Regions from separate parts of the Mus musculus genome. Here region 2 is linked to region 1. Evidence: chromatin contacts called from public Hi-C data. All regions are on one chromosome and are shown on one strand. The core of a region is the stretch at or near the end of the contact, and the rest is flanking DNA. Distances in the headings are between cores, read along the strand shown. Region 1 has its middle 9.3 kb from the start of Gm33727. Region 2 overlaps Lmf1 (lipase maturation factor 1).

Region 1 (3,710 bases), core at 818-3,317:
GCTAAGGCCAGCCAGGGCTGAACACAGGTTTAGCCACCCCAAGGGCAAAATGGGTTGCTGGGAACATGGTGGGGAGGGGAAGTAGCAGCTTTGTGATGAGAACCGCTCACAGGTGGTGTGAATGCCCCTTCACCTGACCGTAGCTGGGTATGTGGAGTGAGCACCAGCCACGGGCCATCAGGGTCTTGATGGAGACAGGGCCCCCATTGGATCTGGACATAAAAGAAACATGCTCTTGTGTCCAGCCACACACTGCAGCCATGTGAGCCCTTGGCAGTTGGTGCTCATCCTGGTGGCTCTAGCAGATGCTACTCCACAGATCCTGTGCTCCCCTCAGGCCTGAGGCCCTAAGCCCATGCTGGCCCAGGACTCCCAGAGCCGAGTGGATGAGGTTCAGGGCTCTGCACCCCTGGGATCCATCTTTGGCTGGCTGGACTGGGGTAGGGGTCACACCTGCTCTGGGGTGGGATAAGGTGGGGGGGCTCTTCCGGGCCTGCAGCTGTTGGCCCCAAGGACAGACAAGGCCTCCACTGCAACAGCTGGGCCGGAGGCTTGGGAGCCAGGAGAGCCTGAAGCCCAGGCAGCCCCCACGGGGGATCGGTTACAGTGGCTGCAGATGCTGGGGGAGGTGAGGAGGGAAGGAACAGAGACTGCAGGCTCCCCCCAGACTACCCTCTTCACACCTACCTCCTACACTCTATGTGGCCCAGGGACCCCAGTCATAGCCCATTTGGGGCTGCCTTCTATAAGACAACACCAAAGCCATGGCATGCTGGTCTGCTTAGGAAATCCCTCCTCTAGCCTCTGGGCAATGGGCAACGGCAGCTGCTGTTTTCCCAATTGAGCGATGCCTATTGCCCAGCAGGTGTGTGCAGGACTGAGCTGGAAGAGACTTCATGGTGGGTGAACATTCAGGGATATCTTAGTGTGCACCATGCTGTTATTTGTGGACCCCCCTTGGTGGGTTCACCCCAGAGACAAAGATACACTAGCACACGGTAGGCACCCAGGAAACGCTTTCGGAATGAAGGAATACCAACCTGGTAATGGATCACCATGCAGTATTATCTTCTGCACTGTGAGGCATGGAAAGAAGCTGGAGTCTCACTCTGCTGGGGCCCTGGAAGGGTAGTGGGTATCACTGGGTGCTGGGAGGATAGTAGTGGGCATCACCTCCTTGTCCTCTCTGGCTCTGACTACCTGGCATCTAGCAAAGCAAGAAGCAGGGCCAGACCCAGGCCAGCAGCAGCAGAGACATAAAATAGCAAATTCAGTAGTTCAGGTGCTGGGATCTGGTCAAGTGGCTCCCACTAAAATATAGCCTCACCTTTCCGGCCACTGAAAGCATGCCCCAAGTCACATGTCACATAGGGCCCCAAGGTCCTGGAATGGACAAGCTAAGAGGAGATGACCCAGGTCTTTCCAGATGTTACTTGATATTGCAAAGTCTCCTCCCTCTCAACAGACCCTGTCTAAAGCCCCACAAGGGGCTGGAGCAGGCATCCCTAGCATCCCAGGATCCTGGATGCTATCTGCTTGCCCACCTGGCCATTGTCCCTGACAGCCGTTTCATCGAGGGACAGGCCCAACTCTTGAGCCAAGGACATATTGCCCTGGCTACTGAAGGACCAAGTGCTAGTTTGCCGGGATTTGGGGATTTTGAGCCATCTGCTGTGGCAGGTGTGGTCAGTCTGACTAGCAGAGTCCATGGGCTGCCTGGAGGGTGGCCAGCCAGCTGCTGGGGGGCTGGGTTTGCTGGTCTGGCTACTTGCCTTGGGCAGCAGAGCCAGGAGAGAGAGGGATGGAACACAGAGAGGCAGAAGATCTCTGTCCCCTGCCTGGCATGGTTCAGATTCCCAAACGGGCACCGTGGGCAGCTTGTCAACAAGGCCAAGGTCTCCTTAAGGATCTGGGACTAGGCCTGAGGTGGGGATTTCATGCACAACATGGGAAACCCTACCTATAAGGCAGTAGGCGTCATGTTGAGGATCCCACCCCTCATCTTGGGGACTGATAAGATCATTGCATGCTGCTGTACAATGTGCTTTTATGAACTGTGTGAGCGCCCCCCACTGGCCAATGTTGGTCTGTTCTCAATGAGCAAATGAACCCTAGATGTCAGCCTGGGGGAGACAGCACACAGGAGTGTTAGAGGTAACTCTGAACATGCCTTCACTGGGGAGGAGGCTTAGGGGTGCTTAGGTGGTACAGGGGCAGAGAAAAGGCTGGTTGGAGTAGGGTCCCCAGAAGTAGGTCTGAGAAGTCTGTAAAGCCCACTGAGGGAACCTAGACAGGCATACATGCTAAGAAGGTCTGGAACACCATGCTCAACTCTAGAGAGCAAGCAGAGCATCCCAAGAATGTCCTCACAGGGACAAAGTGTGTGGCGTCACACTTCTGGGCTTAGGACAGGCTTTGCCCTGGGGGCTGACCAATACACCCTGAGTCAGACAGGCCCCTCTCATGGCTCCAGTTTGCCCTACCATGGTAGAAACAGCAAAGGCAATGAGATCAAGGCCTGAGGTGGGGCCATGGTCTTGCAAGGTGATGGCAGAGTAAAGGGAAATCGAGGAAGGAGGCTGCTGGGAGAGGCTAATAGTAAAGAAGTATTAGTAACCCCTCAGGCAGGCAGCTCAGGAACCAGGCTGCCCTTGAAGCTAAGCTCAGACAGGTACAAGGCTAGCCTTTCCCCAAAGCCAACCCGAGGAAGTACCTCTGGGGTGGATTCTCAAGGAGAGTGCAGAGGAGCCCTTATCCCTCCTGCCATGAGCACAGAGAAACCAAGGCTGAATCTCAGGTGCAGGCCTGCCTGGGAGAGCCACGGGGCTTCTCAAGGCACACCAAAGGACTGAGGAGGTCTTATGCGGCCCTGTGGCAATTGCCCCGGGGACCTTCTGAAAGAGTTACATGTTATTGAGGGCATCAAGGCTCAGGGCACATGAGAGGGTTGTGGGGGTGCTGAGTGACCAGAAACCACTCCCCAGCCTACGGCCTGGAAGCTGGTGCCCTTCAACTGGTTCAGGAAGGACCCGGAAGGGAAGTGATCTGGCTCACCCGTGCAGACTGAGTCTTTTACCAGACTGGCCCTGAACTGTCCTGAATACAGCTGCATGCATTGACCACTAGGACCACAAGATGGCACCAAAGGCCAGCTGGTGGGGGCTTCTGCAGTAGAACCTGTGGGCCAGGTTGGGGTCTAGACCTTGATCCTCCCTCTTGACCTACAGAGGACAGATGCTGCTGAGGGAGCCAGTGGAAAGCTATGAGAGTCAGGATGCAGCATCCACTGTGAGCTCATTTCTCTAAATGAAGGCGGAGAACTTACTTGCTGCAGTAAGTTCTGCACTTTTTTCTGAGGCCCTCTCTTCTACCTACTTTCCTCCAAGATCACTGGCTTTGCTGCCCAGTTAGGGTCTAAAAAGAGCTCAGGGCTGGGAGCACAGGAACTCAGGTATTACCCAGTCTGGGATCTAAGGCAGATGGGAGTCCCAGCAAACGGACCTGAAGGGAGGGCTTAAATGAACTGGGTATACTGGTACACACCTGTAACCTCAGTACTCAGAAGGTGGAAGTGGAAGGATCCAAAGTCAAGGCCATCTTTAGCTGCATCGTGAGTTACAGACCAGCCTGAAACACATGAGACTATTCTCAAAAATAGAAGAGAGAGAGGAGAGGAGAGGGGAGGGGAGGGGAGGAGAGGCAAAGGGAAG
Region 2 (3,710 bases), core at 714-3,213, 120 kb before region 1:
GCATTCTTCAGGAGCGGAGGGCGTTGGAGCCACTCCCAGCCGCTCGCTCCTGCTGCAGATGTCAGACTTCCCACGGGTCTTTCTTTCAGAGTGTCAGAGGAACAAAGCCTTCTTTGAGCCTTTTTTCAGCCCAAAATTAATTTAGGGTAAAAAAAAAATGGCACAGACGGGCCTTAGCATGGCAGACCTAAAGGGAGCAGAGTGACCTTCAGTCTCCTACGACCCTCTTGCTCTAAAGCCTGGGAAGGAGAACGTCATGATGCTGGAATGTTCCAGGCTGATACCTTGGGCTCACAATGAGTGGGGATGAATGTTCCTGTCCAGCAGCTCCCGACTGCAATTTCTGCTTCTTAAAAAACTCCCGACGGGCAAAGGAAACCACATACAGGAAAAGCCATGCCACGAGTCTGCTTTGGATGCCTACCCTCTGGCTTGGCATAGCACGCCTGTGGCCTGAAAGGGGCTGAGGTCCCTTTGTACCCCCCCTCAAGGCTTGATGGGGTCTAAAGCTATGTTGGCATTTGCAGGAATGGTATAAGGTGGGGCTGCTCCTCTCTTGCCAGAGCTGAATTCCTGATGGGAATGCCCAAGAGCTCTGCAAGCTGTCGGGGGTACACGGCACACGTTAGTGTTGGAGCGACTGCTGCCTATCCAATTGTAACCCCTGTCTTATGTGATGTAAGTAAGGCTCTACAGCTTCCTAAGGCCCACTTGTTTCCAAGCAGAGGGCACAGCCCATGGTCCCCCATCCTTGTGGAGTGGACCAGTGGCACTCGCGAACACAGCGTGTTATTGACTGAACTCCAGGCTACAGCCCTCTCCTGGCTCAGCTCTACCAACACATGAAATGCTGCTACGAAGAGATGGCACTGCTCTGAAAGACCGGCTCAGTTGTGGGAAGCCCTCTGTGACACTGAGAGTGCGGATGGTGTGGGGACCTCTAATGAAGATGCCCTGGCTCTGCACTTCCAGGACAGAGCTTTTCACTTGCAAGCACTGCTCAGTGTGCCCTGAGATGATCTGGAGTCAGCGGGACCTGGGGCATGATGACCACCCAGCACTTCCAGGCTGGAAAGGAACTCCCACAAGCGTTAGGGAAGGTCCATCTGTTCGCCCAAGAACCGAGAAAATGCAGCCTCCAAGCAAACAGCCACGTGCTAACAGGTTGCTCGTGCATATGTGTGTGGGAATGGGTATGGCAGATGGGCCCAGCATAGTCCCTAGATGGTGGAGACAGGTGTGTTAAAAAGCCTTGGTTTAGCAAAGCTCAGGGTAGCACAGAGCTAGGCAGAATCTGGGGTTTTACATTTTGAGAACCTTCAGCTAAGATCTGGTTCAAAACGACAGAAGCACCTCCTGTCCACAGGACTAGAGCTACCCTGACATGGCTAGCTCAGGCTGGAGCCAGAGTCCACCGAGCCCTGGACACCCAAGGTCTTACAGTATGGTTTCACCAAAACACCACCACTACATGCCTCAAACTGACTCCTGGTCTAAGAGGTTAACTGGGAGATGTGTGTGAAAGCAGCAGCAATTTCTACTACAGCGTATGCTGCATAAATACTTAGAACAATCTGCCTCTTTGTAAAAGCATCGGTTTTCCTTCTAGAAGCTCCGGGCCTCTTTTAGCTGCTAATCCCTGCAGATTCACTAGTCTTCCCGATGGCTCTGGACAGGTCTGATGCACTGTCTCCTTGTTGTCAAGCAACGTGATGCGGTGGTGTCCTGCTGCCTGCATCCACACAGTCTGTACACGTGCACATGGAGGACACAGCCGGATGCAACAAAGGCACTTGAGAAGAGAGATAAGCAGAGCTGTAAGGCTTTTGCGCTACGTCCCTTGAAAAGGACCTCAGCACCTATGCATAATAACTTTTGATGGGCTACCAAGAACGGATGAGAGGGTTCTGAAAAGCCCTCAGCTGTGCTGGGCTGTGATGCTTTCTTTAAGCCTCTGAGGGTCATGGGCTGTGTGAGACAAACAGCTGTTGAATGGGGATCCAAAGAGGCTGCCAGGGCCCAGTCTGGGACAGCTATACGAGAGGTCTGCAATTGGGGATCAAAGGTCATGACACAGCAGGCATGAGGTCCAAAGATTCCCGTGATGTCTCTGAGCAGAGTCAGAGGTCAGCCCTTCTGAGTGTCCTGGGGGCTGATGGGCAGGCAGGAAGAAAGCCCCCTTTCTCTAGCTCTGCCCACGCTAATGCAATAAAGCCAATTAGAATGATTGCTCTCATTTCTGAGTTAGGATGCCCAGGACGAGGGAAATGGTAGGGACATCCGTTCCGTTCTGTCTTCACAGGCACTCTGCATTCCAGCATTTATTTCATTATATTTAATACGATTTTACCAGTGGCACTCCAACTCCGAGAAAAGGGTCCGGCAACTTCAAAGCCTGTTTTTGTCTTGGTTCCTCAGCAGCCGCCCTTCCCTGCTACCAATGTCTCCACCCTGCTTGCTAACTGTTGAGAGCCGCCCACGAGCCCACACTTCCGTGGCCTGAGCATCATCTCCTGAAGCATCCTGGGGGGCGGTGCATGCTAACATGGAAACTGCTTTTAAAATTATCCTGGTTCATCCCGTTCAGAACAGTCCCTGGGCTGTGACGTAAGCACAGCCAGCCTCCCAGCTAACAGAGACTTGGCTTTGCAGCTGTCCTGGGGACCCCACCTCCTAACAACCTGGAGCTGCGGGCTGACTGAGTGGCCCTGCTCAGAATGGGGCACGAGCAGAAACAGATTTCCTTCCACGTGAAAAATGTCCCACGAGGAAACATCTCAGGGGTTCTCTGTGTGCTGCACATCTGGCCTCACCTCAGCCCATGAACATCATCTGCAGGCATACCACTTAGCCCAGGCTATACTCTGTCTAGGAAGGGACAGGCATCACCCAGAGCTGACTGGGTGCTTTTGGGTGTCTCCATGACTGCTGTCCACTCCTGGGACCTGCTGGCTTTTTGTGGCAGCTGCTGAGTAAGCTCTTGAGTCAGGCTGGGCGAGGTTTAGAACATTCTGGACACATTGCAGGCAGCCCTGGGGCCATCTCTTGTTTCTCCAGCAGGAGCTGCTCTATGGCCAAACTTATCAGCCGGCTCTTTCCTCCCAGAGTGTATCTCCCACTCAGTTCTCGGAGTCACTTGATTGCTTCCTCTCCCACTCACTGCGCAGGTCTTCTCTGGTCACCTCTGCTCTTTGCTGAGTTGTCTTGGCTCTGAGAGGTCCTCTATGGCCCCAAGTCCTAAGTGGCATGAGACTTCTTTAGATGCTGCTAGAGGGCAAGAGCCATGACAACTCTCAAGGCAACACCTGCCTGGCTACTTCATTCAGACACAGCTGATCTTGAGTCCTGCCCAAGTCCTCTCCCCAGTGGCCACCACAAGTCCTTTTCCTGCTCTCTGGACACACAGGGTTATAGACTCACTCACCATGCAAGGCATGTAGTTGCTGTGGCCCATCTTGAAGCATCCTGTGTACAACGAGCAGGCTTGTTACCTGCTCTGACAGAAGGCTTACTATGGTTTTACATGGAACAGATGTGCACACTATATGTGTCTGACTTCTGACACAGGTTGCTGCCAGGAATTTGGAAGTCTGACTGGGCATTTCCATCCCCACAACAATTTCTCTGCTTCCTTTCTGGTTAGTTCTATGTCCTACCAATGACAAGTCCATCACAGTTCAGCTCAATGATCCCGCCTGACCAGGGAAGTC

The links. Hi-C and Micro-C count contacts between places; a contact is called where the count stands out from the background.
Region 2: a contact with region 1 is called in a Hi-C map of cortical neurons, with 1.8 times the contacts expected there. The contact joins two enhancer-like sites. A contact is called at or near these places in 3 of 39 promoter capture datasets (the 3T3-L1 cell line, embryonic stem cells and maxillary cranial neural crest), 1 of 15 datasets of contacts at CTCF or cohesin (pro-B cells), 4 of 484 Hi-C or Micro-C datasets (the N1E-115 cell line, cortical neurons, nephron progenitors and 1 more), 1 of 115 datasets of contacts at active chromatin or transcription factors (embryonic stem cells) and 2 of 9 other capture datasets (adipose tissue and embryonic stem cells).

What each region holds. Positions count from the first base shown.
Region 1 is chr17:25,507,403-25,511,112 of GRCm38.p6, reverse strand. No RefSeq gene overlaps it. Among named protein-coding and RNA genes, the nearest start is that of Gm33727, 9.3 kb to the left of the region's middle. Within about 2 kb of position 2,067, at least 25 of the 459 cell types and tissues checked have an H3K27ac peak or open chromatin away from gene starts, as enhancers often do. A contact at or near this core is called in cortical neurons, where this site is marked.
Region 2 is chr17:25,622,929-25,626,638 of GRCm38.p6, reverse strand. The region is part of intron 4 of Lmf1 (lipase maturation factor 1); the gene reads right to left. Among named protein-coding and RNA genes, the nearest start is that of Lmf1, 46 kb to the right of the region's middle. Within about 2 kb of position 1,963, at least 28 of the 459 cell types and tissues checked have an H3K27ac peak or open chromatin away from gene starts, as enhancers often do. A contact at or near this core is called in cortical neurons, where this site is marked.